Linked DNA regions of Mus musculus: region 1 is linked to region 2. A link is a contact called in public Hi-C data. All regions are on one chromosome and are shown on one strand. Each heading gives the region's core, a stretch centred on a gene start, on an enhancer-like site or on the middle of the called end of the contact. The rest is flanking DNA. Distances are from core to core; before and after follow the strand shown.

Evidence for each region. A called contact is a pair of places that touch in the nucleus more often than the background predicts.
Region 1: a contact with region 2 is called in a Hi-C map of cerebellar granule neurons, with 5 times the contacts expected there. The contact joins two enhancer-like sites. A contact is called at or near these places in 1 of 15 datasets of contacts at CTCF or cohesin (pro-B cells) and 5 of 484 Hi-C or Micro-C datasets (the AML12 cell line, cerebellar granule neurons and cerebellum).

What each region holds. Positions count from the first base shown.
Region 1 is chr3:137,105,785-137,113,158 of GRCm38.p6, reverse strand. No RefSeq gene overlaps it. Among named protein-coding and RNA genes, the nearest start is that of Gm26107, 42 kb to the right of the region's middle. Within about 2 kb of position 2,463, at least 10 of the 459 cell types and tissues checked have an H3K27ac peak or open chromatin away from gene starts, as enhancers often do. A contact at or near this core is called in cerebellar granule neurons, where this site is marked.
Region 2 is chr3:135,882,551-135,889,927 of GRCm38.p6, reverse strand. Slc39a8 (solute carrier family 39 (metal ion transporter), member 8) reads right to left here. Exons shown (of 9, transcript NM_001135149.1): 7 at 5,524-5,731; 8 at 5,142-5,326; 9 at 1,356-3,123. The coding sequence ends at 2,974. Among named protein-coding and RNA genes, the nearest start is that of Gm31243, 16 kb to the left of the region's middle. Within about 2 kb of position 1,942, at least 34 of the 459 cell types and tissues checked have an H3K27ac peak or open chromatin away from gene starts, as enhancers often do. A contact at or near this core is called in cerebellar granule neurons, where this site is marked.

The DNA of each region.
Region 1 (7,374 bases), core at 1,214-3,713, 1.2 Mb before region 2:
TCCAGGACAGCCAGAGCTATACAGAGAAACCCTGTCTCGAAAAAAAAAAAAAAATTACTACCAGTACCTGACCGATGCTTGAGTTGATCAGAAATGTGCTACTGAAAATGGGTTTCCAGTCTCTTCCTTCTGCTTTGTAACTGCTGAACAGTTTTCCTTGTGCTTTTAAGTCTTTGATTTCTATGTTATCTACAACCTTAGGGCTTCAGACAGTGTCCTCCATATATCCATGGTTAAAATATTCTTTTACAGAATCAAACAATTACATACTTTATAACCTAAGTCCCTTGTCCTAATTTTCCCCCAAGTATCTTTTCCTAGAGCTGAAATTTTTTGAAATGACTTCAGGGTGAAAATGGAGTTTAAGATCCAGCTTTATTACGCCTTGCCTGAGTGAGCTTGATCAAGCTTCTTGGTTACTCATATGTAAGTAAGTTCCCTTACTTTAAATCATGCTGACCATGTTGCTATAAGACAAAACTCAGTCAAGGGGAAAGGGCTCTAAATACAGCAGAGCTTCTCTGACCCGGCTGCTGTTCCCCTGGTTTCTAATAAAATTCTGGACAGCTAAGTATTTGAATGATGAATAGCTGCTCGGTGGCCGTTTCCTTGAGCTTCTTGGTTGTGATCTCTATCCACACCATGAGGCTTCATCCTACCTGCTGCTCTAATCTTCTGCTTGGAAGCATCATTCTCTATTCCAATTGCTTCTGTGTAAAGACATCTTTTGAAATGCAATGCCTATATGCTCCTGCAGCTCAGTTATGCTCTAACATTAAAAAAAATAGCTTGGATTCTTTGCTCTTACAACTAAGAATAATTCATTTGCTATTATCAAAGTGCCCTGCAGAGGCTTTCCTTTTCTTCCATGGAATCCAAGTTTGAGGATGTATCAATCAGCCCAGGCTAAATATATACCATGATAAAATGACTTCAAAATTTCACTGAAGTTCATTTCTTCCCAGGAGGCTTTGCTCCTTACAATCATGATCCAGGCTGATGGAGCAAGCATCATCAAAAACCCTTGTCATTGTTGTCTCAGGAGCATACAGTTCTGAAGGAACCAGTGACATACTTCTGCCTCCTTGCTACATGTGGTATGCCCCTCATCTGTTCACAATGGAGATGGTCATTTGTCCAGTCACACCTAGCCTAGGAAGGGCAACCTTATGGTCATCAGCATTAAGAAAACCAGAGCTCTGATCCACTTTCACTGAAGCCTGCAACAACCCTGCTGTTGGTTTTGACAGCCCCATCTTAGGCTTCTCCACTCGATGCATGGTAAACGTGCTCTGAACCAAGTGAAACCTTCTCATGTTTACTTAGAGGAGAAGAAGCATGAGATTTGGGTAAAATATTGGTTAAATATTTGGGGAAAAAATAGAGAAAGTAGAAAAAAGATGACATAGAAAATGTAGGAAGAAAGCAAGATAATGAAAGTAAGCATACCAAAGAAAATGTATTCTAGCATATTCAACACAGAGTCAAAAGATACAATGGACTATAGAATATTTAGAGGTCCTTTTAGAAATGTCCAGCCGGGCAGTGGTGGTGCACGCCTTTAATCCCAGCACTTGGGAGGCAAAGGCAGGCAGATTTCTGAGTTTGAGGCCAGCCTGGTCTACAGAGAGAGCTCCAGGACAGCCAGGGCTACACAGAGAAACCCTGTCTTGAAAAAACAAAAGAAAGAAAGAAAGAAAGAAAGAAAGAAAGAAAGAAAGAAAGAAAGAAAGAAAGAAAGAGAGAGAGAGAGGGAGGGAGGGAGGGAAGGAGGGAAGGAAGGAAGGAAGGAAGGAAGGAAGGAAGGAAGGAAGGAAGAAAGAAAGAAAGAAAGAAAGAAAGAAAGAAAGAAAGAAAGAAAGAAAGAAAGAAAGAAAGGTCCAACTTTCATAGACTCTCCAAAGTCCAGGATTCTTAGAAGAGCTTCCATACATGGTGTTTCCTGGACAACTAAGAACAGCAGAAATCCATAGTTTAGCATGTGGCTATTTTTAAAATATTGTTCCATACTAGGAGCATTGTCCACATGCAAACTCCAGATTAGTGGACATGAGAAGGTCAATGAACAGAGAAACCATTTCTCTGATGGGTCTCTCAGTAGGGCAACAGGCCTGGAGGGGAAGATGCTGCTGATAGAAACTGAATGGAATGAAAAGAAATTCAGAGATCAAGAAAAGGGTTCCAAGAAAAGGATCCACAAAAGGAGAAGTCCCTGATTCTGATGGGCGATAGAATTCCAGGAAACATTTTGGTTTATTGGTTGTTGGCCTTCGTTGGCTGTGACCTCTTGCACTTTGGATGACATTCCAAACATGTTAAAGTGTCAACGATAACCAGAACGAGTAGGCAGAGAGGAGGAGTTATGAATCAGTTTTCTCCCCCAGGACTAATCCAGAACACAACATACTGGAAAGCAAGCTGTGGCCAAGCCACCTGCTCCAGCACCCTGCCAGGCAAGTTCAGTGAGCCAAGATGTTGCAGAAAGACTTCAACCCACAGTTTCTGCCATTGCCAGGTGTAGCAGATGGCACCTACTGGACGTAGCTGCTTGTTAGCCTGGGGCATCTGCTCACAGGGAGCAGCCTGGCAGTGCTTGATGCTACTCTCCCCACACTCAGCTTCTGTGAGTAGATCAGAAAGCCACCAAAACAAGGACCAGCGTCAGAAGCTGCAGTATTTGACCAGTGGATAGAAGGTATGAAATTGGAGCCTACATTTCCTAAAAGGAAGGACAGTACACTCTTGTAGTATTCATATTTTTAAGAATTTTAAATAAACTTTTAAAGATTGTAGTACTCTCTGTGGATGAAGCAAAGTTTTCCTTCGAAGAAGTTAACTGCGGTTCACGTGATCAACATCCAGGAATCTAAGAATCTCCTGTTATTTTAAAAGTTGACAAACCCGTCCTGTTTAACAGGTCCATTGACCTCATAGTAGTGTGGATGTGTTCTCGTGGAACCCTGGGAGCGGGCAGAGAGGGGACAAAGAGTGTTACTGGGACTCTCCCACAGAGAACATCTCTGTGAACATTTCCTCTTGAACTGTTAATAATTCAGTGTGGGCAGAGCTCTGAAATTCTGGCAACGTACCTGGAAGGGGGCTACTGTTCATGAAGCTCCTGCTGAGGCCCGAGCTCAGGTTGGCGGAAACTGTGTGTGACTGTCAGAGAGCCCCACTTTCCCCACCCACGGGAGCATCTCCCACAGGGTGACCATATGCCGTGGAGTCCAGGAAACAGGCTCCGCTTACAAGGACACAATCCACGGAAGAGTTTATGTTCAAATGTCCATGGAGCATGTGAACGTGCGGGTGAGGCTTCTAAATTCTCTGCTCAATGTTCAAAAGAGTGTATCCAAAGGGAGCAGATAGATGGGAATCTAAAATGTGATGATTTGGTACTGAAGAGATGCCTCGATGGCTGATTGTGATTGCTTCTCTTTCAGAGGACTTGAGTTTGTTCTCAGCCTCCTATAACTCAGAATCCAGAAGATCAAATGTTGTCTTCTGTGGTACCCATCACAAACACGCACATCCAAATAAATACTTAAAACAAAGTACCTCAAATGCTATTGTTATATACTCTGGTTTCCTCAGAATATGAAACAGTCAAGGCAGAAGAGAATTCTCTCAGTGAAAATGCAGTATGATACATTTCATGTGTCTAGAGCCTGAAGTAAAGCATATTTTTTTACAATAGTGCTTTGCATACATGCATATATACTAGATGCATACATATGCACACTATTTTATGTGATAATAATCTCAGTACAATACTGCCACTGAAAGTGTAACTTGGAACCAGAACCCGAGAGCTTGCAGAAACAGAACATGAAGGCTAAGGGCAGGCTCACTAATCAGAAATCACATTTCAGCAATGTTCTCACAGAAGTTACATACACACAGTCAAGACATGAGAGAAACCACACCCATAGACATATTGATGCACATTCATTAATTAACCAATTAATACATATTAATCCAAGCAATTTAAAAGAGATAAGGAAAGGGAATATAAAAATGAAAAGTCCATTTTTTGTGTTTCAGTGATGAAGGGGACATTACCGTAAATGTCTAGACAAGCTCCCAGCAAGGAAAGAAAAATGCAAGAAGACTGGGTACTTCCTGGTCATCATTTGAGCCAGTTGTCTCCATGGTGACAAAAATGATATTTTCACAGTATTCTACAATAGCCTAATTGGACTATGTGATTTAATTGCCATTTTTTTTAAAAAATAGGATTTACTATAGGCAGAAGTATTCTCAGCACCTTGAAAACATTAAGGAGTACAGTTTGCATAACAAGCCTAGAAGGAAGTATACGAAGGCAGACCATTTCACAGAGCAGCAAACTGACAAATAAGACAGCTCAGTTGTGTGTTGATGGCTACAGTGATGACCAAGTGCTAATATGTAATGCAAGCCACAGAAAGCTACGTAATGCACGATCTAATAAAGACCAGTTTCTTTATAGGTGTTAGAGAGGCTGGAAACTTGAATCTAGGCATTCCAACTGTCACATATTTTCCAGTCACTTGTCATATTTTGGAAATCGATGTTACCTTTGCTTTCTACTTAATCACAAATAAATGTTTATTGCAACATAAAAATGATTCACTGAATTTCTATTTGGAAACTGGTGATTCTAGCGTATTGCTTCATTTATGGCTGTATTATAGGGAACCCTGTCTCAGAAGCACTGAGCACAGCTTTCTCAAGTTCCTTCCTTGGCACAAAATACAGCTAAGAGCATGATAACCTGAGGGCCCTCCTGAGTGGTGCCAAGAATTGCCAAACTACAATTTGTGTTGAAAATCCTGCTAGAGAAGACAATCATAAATGATCGATTTTAATAAGTCACAATTAAGTCAGAATATAGCCAAAATGGTTGGAATCTGGCATAGCTGCTCTTAGCCTGAGGAAGCTTGGCATTGAAATTCTTGATGGTTGTCCTGGGTGGTGGTAGTCATAACACAAGCTGATACTTTGAGCTTGGCATATTCTTGCAAATCATATGCTCTCAAACATTTTTGATGATCAGACCTAAGTTTTTACATTATTATGCCACTATTTGAATGAATTTTAACTTTCATTAATCTAGTAATTGTCAAATAGTCAACTATCTGATCTAACAATACAACAAAAAATGAATAGTTTTATTGAAAGCTTTAGATGACCTTATACACAAATCTGTCAAACAGAAGAATGCATGTATGCACACTATTCCAAGAATTTTTCATATGAGATAGAAGCAAAATGAAACAGACTTTGTTTGTTTGTTGTTTGTTGGAACCAGATACCCTAACTTTAAATAAATAATAAGGACACATAAATGTATTTAGACTTCTTACTTTGTCAGGAAAAAAAATTTGCAATGTCACTGTATGAGCAGGACTAGAGGGTAAATTTTTCTGTATACATTTGAGTTATTTGGTGTTATAAGTACCAGAACAAAGCCAGTCTTTTCCATCAGTGAAATGCAAACTCTCTGTTGAGGAGATGCTGATATGAACCAAGTTGGAGGAGAATCATTGTCCTCTACCAGGACATCACAAGCTCTCTAGCTTGGTAGGGAAGAGGATGAGTTTGGGGTTCAGTCAGCTCAGCCAAGTGACTGGTTTCCCCACCTGATAGTTGTGACTTCATAAGGTTTATGAAGATGAAACAAAAATGTTTATAACACAGTAAGAACAAACCCCGTCCCCAAGGGTCCTAAATAAGCAACTGTTTTCATGTGTGCCTTCTTGGATTTGCAATATTGTGCTTCATATTCCCCAGAAATCAAACATGCCAGCCTCTACCAAAACACTAATCCAGTGTAGATTCACGGAGAAGGCTTGAAACAAAAAGAAGCCTCCCTTGATAATTTTTTGTTGTGTGATATAGAGACTGCTATCAAATACTCAAAGTATGAAATGTGGTTACATCTGGAAATTTGACTTATTGACCCCTTTACCTAGTTCAGTAGTTACTATACACTGTGTTCATGCATTCTGTTTCAGGGGCCATGTAAATTCATAGCTCCCAATCATGCAATTCTAACATCCTTGGAAAGATAAAACATTTATTTTTTTTAGTTCTTCAAAAAGTGGAATTCAAATTTTACATGCTCTTGAATAGGAATTGCCCCCAAAGAGTCATATATTTGAATGCATAGCCCATAAGAAGTAGCCATGAAGGTATGCCTTTGTTGGAGTAGGCATGGCCTCATTAGAGGAAGTATGTCACTTTAAGGTTTCAAATGTTCAAGCATAGCTCAATGTCTGTCTTTTGTCTGTGGATCCATATATAGAACTTGGCCATTACCTCTCCAGTACCATGTCTGTCAGCATACCTCCATGTTTTCTTTCATGGTAATAATGGACTAAACCACTGAAACATAAGCCAGCTCCAATTAAATGCTTTCCTTTATAAATGTTCCTGTGGTCATGGTATCTTCATAACAATAAGATCTTAACTAAGGCACATGTGAATTAGACAAAGTACTTGCCTACAAGTTTCAAAGAAGGTGAGGTTCCAATCAAAGTCAGTAGGAAGCTTCCAAGAGCTAAACAGGGAAGGCTCAGAAGGGAAGGAAATGTAAGCTCCCTATCTTTCCCACTCCTTCGTCTCCTCCCTCCAAGCCTCAGCTCCCATGGGTTTGAGCTGATTTAAAGTTGGGCTTCACCTGCTTTCACACTCTCCTGCCTCCTTTCTGTGCCTTGCATTTGCATGCTTGCCAGGCTCAGGACTTCTGTCTTGTTTGTGTTTCTTTCTGGAAGATTCTATCCCACGTCAATATGGGAGCTTGCTTTAGTCAGTTCTCAGGCTGAGGGTCCATTGACAGTCTTTCTTGGACAGGGACTTTCTCTGCTTCATTTTAAGTTCCACTCATTCATGAGTATTGCTTACCTGTAGCTGGGCTTGGTGTAAGATGAAACCAATGTCTTGAAACAAAGCTCATTCCAATCACAAGATGGCAAAATGTCACCAGCTCGGCCTAAATTTTTTTAGTAGTTTCATAGTCAGTTCCCCTGACATCAGACTTGGTGATATTCCTTGGCCCAGATGCTCATGTGTGGGTGTCTGGAAATATGGTAGAACAGGCTGAAAGAGCCTACACACAAGGAAGGTGAAAAATCTGGTCCAGTACACTTGTGATATTCCTCTGACACAACTATAAATTATTGTGTAAATTGGATTCAGTTTTGCTTTTGTTGTATTTTTAAAGGTTTTTGTATGGGTGTGTATTGTTGGAGATTGAGTGTGAGCTTGTATACACTGCAGACAAGCTGGTACTATGGCACTCTATCCTTGGCCCTACTTTTATTTTTTTTTAATTTTGACAGTGTCTCACTAAGGTACCATCAAGTGGCCTTGAATTTGCAAGACACCACT
Region 2 (7,377 bases), core at 693-3,192:
AGTTATCCTCACTAGCTCTGAGCCATGACACAGCCACACATCCCAACTTGTACAGGTAAAGGAAAGGAACTATTTTCATTAAACAGATTTTGGTTATTATTTAGATATTAGAAGAGGGAGATACCTCTAGAGACTTTTGATGAATTATCATTAATGTCAGGTATCTTCATTCAGGAAAAATAACAGATACTTTATAAAAACTGCTTAAGACTGATTGAACCTGTTTACACTTTACCCATAAGTGGACTTAGGCATCTATTATCTCTTCCACATGAATTTGCAGTTCCAGCCACAATGGGAGCCACACCCTAGTACCATGGCTCTATCAGCTGGCTACCCATCAGCACCTCTAGTGGAAGCTCACCCACTTTGTGAGCTTCAGTTTCCTAAGGTGCTTTGTGACACAGCATTACCATGGTAACAGGATCTTCTACAGTACCCAATAAGTGCCAGGAATTAATACATATTCTTTAAAGTTTAGCAATGAGTAATATACAGTATTTTTTATTTATTCTGGTAGCATCTCTAAAATCTAATGATTATGCTGTCTTAATAAAATGGTGGTTGTAGGTTCTCCTCCAATATCCACTACTCAGTGGCTAGCTAAGTTTGCCATAGTAGGCATGATTTCCATCTTGCTGAGTAAACAAGTCTAACTAGAGAGCTGCTACCAAAGTGAGCCAAACAAGCCAGGAAAAGAGAAAGTAAGCGATGTCCCTCCACGTGTTTTGTTTGAGTTCCTACCTGAGTACCAGTTCTAACTTCCCTCAGTGATGGTTTGTAATCTTCAAAATGAAATAAATCCTTTTTTCTTCAAAAAACTAAGATTATATGGCAAATGCTCCATAGGAAGTATGTTGGCAGGATTATGCTCACTTGAAGAAAGTTAATCAGGATAAAGTAAATGCCATCCCGACTTTCCTTCTGCCTCCAACAAACAATTGCCTCTTGTCTTTAAGTCATCGTCACCCAAAGTCCTTCATTCTCCATGGTAAAGGGAAAGGATGGAGAGCCAGACCCACAAAAAGCAGGCCAAAGAGTCAATCTGCATGTACACTGAGAATCACTAAACTATCTTTTCAAAATATTCTTCCATAAGTCATTTCATTAAAAATACATACAATCTGTACTTTTTAATGTTTTATATATATATGAATGTACTATAGCTGTCTTTAGACACACCAGAAGAAGACATCAGATCCTATTACAGATGAATGTGAGCCACCATGTAGTTACTGGGAATTGAACTCAGGACCTCTGGAAGAGCAGTCTGTGCTCTTAACCACTGAGCCATATCTCCAGCCCACAGCATATACTTTTAAAAAGCAAGGATTGTTAAGCACTGAAACGAAAGGTTATACTAATATAGATTGTGTTTATTGAAATGAAAAATTAGTCTTTGTAGGATTTTTTTGCTAGATATTTTTAAAATAATACAACATCAGTTCTCTACTTGCCTCTCTTCTCATAACACCAGCCACATGATGTCACTCAAAATAAAGACATATTAAGAGAAAAATAACTGACACGGTACATGGTTTCAAAAGCTTTTACTGTTTGGTCAAATAATATTTTTTAATTGTCAGTCATAAAGTGAGAATACACATAAACATATATGTTAAAGTTTATCAAATCTGCACTGTTATTACATGAAAATGTGTTTGGGCTTATAGGAAAACATAATTCCTGAGATAACTTGGCTTCTATTACTAATTCTCATCACTGTCAAATCATCTTTTTTTTAAGTTACTTGGGAGTGTGAATTGAAATTAGGATGTTCAATTCAGACTGATCGTCTACAACGTGCTCAAACACTCAGTGAGCTGTGTGTTTTACGAAAGGTAGAAAGAGTATGCTGAGGTTTTCCATCCAACGGTATACCATATGGGAACAAAGCACACTGCACATAAAAGAAGCCGTCTCTGCTGACTGTCAATCACCCCTAATGAGCACATGCCTCCTCCACCATCAGTCTCTGACACAGCCCAGCCCAGCTGTGATTTTTGCATTTATTGAAATTCCCCCTGCTAAATAATTATGCTCATCTTTTAAAAAGTAAATTGCTCACAATTACATTCAATTTCTCTCTCCCACCCAACATATTCTCCACCATGACAAAGCAATCCCAGAGCATGGCAAGACTGAGTTCTAACCAGTCTCGCATACTCCTCAGGCATTTCTGTTGGCTGGAACCACAGCATAAATCATAGCAAAGCAATTCTGGTCTTCTGCAGGGTGTGTTCAAGCTTATAACTCAGGGACCAAGCCCTGAGCCCAAGCCTTGCTGGGCTAGCAAGCCTTTCATCCTTTCCTAATTCATGTTACTTTGTATTAGCTTTCAAAACAATCCTACAGGTCGCCAACTGAGACATAAAGCTGAACAAACGCTGTGCGCTATCTTTCTGGGGTTCGTTAAGGCACTGGGATCGGTCCTGCATGCACTGGAGCTGTCTGTCTTGATTTTCTTCCTCATTTGATGCACCTGCCTTTAAAAGCAGTCAAACACATTAATTGGAAGAAAACCACTCTGAAAACGCTTGAGGTTTTTGTTGTTGTTGTTGTTGTTGTTGTTGTTGTTGTTGTTTACCCAAGCAAGTTCTGAAACCTTACATGACCCAGATTGTGTTTTTCTCTGGATCTGTATGTCTGCTTGTGAATGCACGTGTTTGCTTCATGATAATTTTCTAATATGCATAAAATATTGAAAACCAGGTATTTACCAAAGGCCCCATACACCAGCCTTTGCAGTCTGAAACCGAAAACCTTTTAAGGAAAAATTTTAACAACAAATTTCACCTATTCTACATATCTGAAACCAGTCATTAGATTCCTTAGCCTTTAGTTGAAAATAATAAAAAAAAAATCTCTTTTAACTAAATAGGATATACTTTTAAAAAAACAAAAATCCCTATGGAGATGTTTCTGTGTTGTTATTAAATGCCTTCCCGCGTTGACGTTATACTCCACTTCCGGCTACTGCAATTCGATGTCTCCTGCGTACAAGGTGATGAGCAGGATGGCAGTGAAGCCGGTTAACATCCCTGCATTCTGGATCATGAAGAAGGTGAAATCCGTTTGTCTTCCAGTTACTTTTTCTCTCAGCATGTCGTTCATCTCTGGAAACTAGAAGACACATTATTAAATGGCTGTCGCCATCTTGTGGTGAATCCTGAAATGCTCGTCTGGGGTTTCTGCACAGGAGCTGAGCATTTCTTTCATTTGGGACTGGATCGTACCAATCAATGTTTTGCTTCAGGTATTGAGGAATCCTAGTATTCTGCGGCATCCACGGTAAAACTATCGAAAGGTCACACAGCCAGATAGAATGTACCTGGCTTGATGCGTTCTCTCCTCAACTCTCTTCCCATATACAGCTGTCTACACCTCAAATTTTAAGGAATTCAACCCGGTGGGTTTCACCCTCAGGCACGCATTTCTGTTTACTTCCGTTAGCCCTTACTATACTATACTATACTATACTATACTATACTATATTCTGCTTCATCCCCATTAGATATGCTATTGTTCCTCTTATCTCATAGTATTTTTAAGTATGCCATGTTTTACTTTGTTGTTTCTTGCTTAGCCCAGGCTGCCCTACTATGTCACTATGTCACTATGTAACTAATGACGATCTTGGACTTAATAATCACCCTGCCTTGTGCCACCACAGAGTTGGTGAAGTGTTGGGTTTTTTTCTTGTTAGATGGTGACATTTTTGTTTGCTTAAATTCTGACTTTGCTCCTCTGGAGAGAAACACTTATGGAAACCGCTTCCCCGCCCATCTCATAATTTTTCCGGGCTGACTGGAGGGGAAAAACATTTGTGTAACTGACTGAACCTGTTCTTTGAAGTAGCTTTCTTTACTGTTCTGGTTTCTCCATTGTGCTTGCTCTTTCCTCCCAGAGCGACAAGATTTTTTAATAAATTGTGTATTGGTCCAGTGTTGAAGATTATAATACTTTCATTATAGTGAAAACAGATAAAAATCCTAGGTGTTTTTAGTAAATAAATAAATGTTCATTCTCAGCCACAGCATCCACTGCAAAGGTTACACAAGGGGACATGTATGTCCTGTTTTAGAAACACAAATTGCATGATGTGTTATAAATGCTGTGGTACCCTGGATGCAGCCATGCCAGGGATCTTCAGACTCCAGAGGCAGGTCAGAGAACTGGCGTGAAGTTCTTACAGGGAAAAAGTTGGTGACATCTCTAACATGAGGAAACTACTATGTCACATAGGACATCACCTGTATCGCTTCCATAAAGGTACCAACTTTGATAGAACTTTTTTGTGTCATGGGAAGAAATGGCCATCTGGAATAAAGACAATGTGCAAGGTAATTCTGGGCAGAAAAATGTAAGTACTGTGGGGGTCTAAGAGCTAAATCCTGCCTTTTTTAAGGGTCTTTGATGAACAGCAAACTGGGCCAGACACTTACAGTTTGGAGCTTGTAATCCAAAGGAAAGATGTTATTAAATTATACGTAATACATTAATTTCTAAATATAACCCAAATACTCTTTTTTATACTCTGACACTTCATTCTCTAGAAATCTGTCCAAGGTATGCTTGAAAACACACAGGGTATTTTTCTCTACACACACACACACACACACACACACACACACACACAACCTACAGACATAAATAATACTGACTCAAATATATATTTATTGTCCAATATTAATTTCTACTTAATTTAGTGTAATATTTTAGCTTAACTTCAAAAGTTTTCAGTGTGAATCACTTTGAATAAAAAAAGTATTTCGTCTACCAAGTTATTTATTCTTCTAAATGTGACATTCTTATGCAACTGATGGGTCAGGCCTACTATAAGAGAAGACGGGTTTAATTCATCACATATTAAAAGGAGTCCTTAGAAAGTAGCTCCCACTATTAAAAGTGCTTACTTTATCCATAAGATCAGTCATCAAAGAATCAACGACAGCCATTCCAAGCTACTGTTAGCACAGGTTACTCACAAAGCGAGAGACGCTGGGCCAGAAAAGGTCTGGATCCCCAGCCTTGAAGACCTTGAAGCCAGTGGGAGGCCGAAGGCTGCCCTTCAGCTCGAAACCCAGGCTCTCATTTGTAAAAATCAAAGTAACACAAAATAAAATACTTGAATCTCTTACCATATCTGCCAGAGAAATGTAGAGGAACATGCCTCCAGCGAGTGCAAATATAATATTGGGAGCAAAATTGTTGCCCACCAAAATGCCGAAAGCTAGTCCCACGTAGCAGGAACACGCGGAGAGGAAGTTGAACAGCAAGGCTTGCCGGGTGCTCATTCCTGCATTGAGCAAGATCACAAAGTCCCCTGGAAGAAGAGAATATCAAGTGAGTTGTGCCTCCTTCTGTTTTGGAATAATAATAATAATAATAATAATAATAATAATAATAATAATAATTAAAAAAAAAAAACTTCCAACAACAGATCATTCATCTCCGTGTATGATTAGGGTCTGCCCAGTCTAACATTCGACCGCCCCTTGCCCTGTGCCCTGAGGTGCTCACCTAACTCATGAGGAAACTCCTCACACAGGATCGCTATGGACGTACTGAGCCCCTGAAGAAGAGACAAAGTACAAGATGCCCCAATCGCCAAGCCGTCGATGAAATTGTGGAGGGCATCACAAAGCGTGATCATCCAGGCAATTGTTCCTATTTCTGACAGTTTGGGCCCCTTCAGACAGGTACATGAGCTTGGCTCTGTTTTTCCATCCTGTAAAAACAGCAGGAAAAAAAAAAACAAAACATGATATCCAATATTGCTTGAACATTCAAGAAATCCAGAGAACAAAGAAATAGGTTATGTCCCAGGGGAGACAAATTGTTCCAACTAAAAGTCACTGGTAGTGTATGTGAAACCCTAACAACATATCACAGAGGGGAGAATGCTTACAAAGGGACAGATGAAATGAATCACTTGACACACCTTGAATGAGCCACATAGCAGATGTTTTTTTTTAATTACCCATTTTCTTCATTTACATTTCAAATGCTATCCCAAAAGTCCCCCATATCCCCCCCCCACAATTCCCCTACCCACCCACTCCCACTTCTTGGCCCTGGCGTTCCCCTGTACAGGCATATAAAGTTTGCAAGACCAAGGGGCCTTTCTTCCCAATGATGGCTGACTAGGCCATCTTCCATAGCAGACATTTTAAATTGGTGGCCTTGTAAATCAATCCTTTGACTTGCATGAACAAATCCTTACAACTGCCTTCCTAAGATGTAACAGATATTAACCTAGGAGTTTGATACATTTGCACATCTAAAAGTTATTCAAAGACTAAAATGAAAGTCATCTTCGTATTACCATTTAAATACGGCATCAATTATTAAAGCACAATGACATCAGGAAACGTTCATTCCACTTCCCATGTCACTGTGTGACCATTAGCAGATTAATCTGTCCGTTTCTGAAGCGACTATACAATGATCCATTTGTTCCTCAGCAACTCGCCAAGTTGACTGCGTTCTGGTTACTGTGCCAGGTGCTCTAGATCTCTGTGAGTCTTAGATATTCTATGAAGTGTGATAAGCACAGGCTTGCCTTAACACCAACATTTACTTGATTTTAAAATAACAATAAAAATAGAAAAATCCTCCAGCAGGATTTTCAAGTGAGGATTTTTTTGTGAGAATTTTGAGTTCCATAAAATCAACAGTTTTTAAAGACCCCAATGATAAACACCTGCTAAAGCACTTTGCAGAAGAAGGTAGTACAATGTAAACTTGACTGTGAATACAAAGCAGTTTGCACCTAACTAGAGAACATTTTGTTCCCAAGTCTTCTCCCCATCTCTATCTAAGTGTCCAGTCAGAGTATTTGTTGAGCAGCTGCAATTTCTCAAATACTGTGAAGACTGCTATGGGAAAGTCAAGTCTCTGTCTTTGAGAGGCATATCTGCATTAGAGAAATGAAGAAGAAATTTTACAGGCTGAGTTGTTTAAAGCTGCACAATATATAGCCAACAGAGAGGGACTTTTTTCAGAGTGTCTGTCTGAGAGCATTAGCATATATTCTAATGTTGCTTCTTTGCTAAAGACACTGTGGCATCCTTCTTTCACAACTAAGTATAGGTCTTAGAATACATCATTTAACTGTCTACATGGTGGAAATCTGAGTCTTTGGAGGAATGTTTTTCATTTAAAAATGTAGTCAAAAAAATCATCCAGAACAAATAGTCTTTTACTCTACAACAGTGTTTCTCTTCCTAATGATGCAGCCCTTTAATATACAGTGTCCTTTGCCTTTCAGAAACTTTGCAATTTTATAAGATCCCATTTGTCAATTCTTGATCTTAGAGCATAAACCACTGTTGTTCTGTTCAGGAACTTCTCCCTTGTGCCCATGTCCTCAAG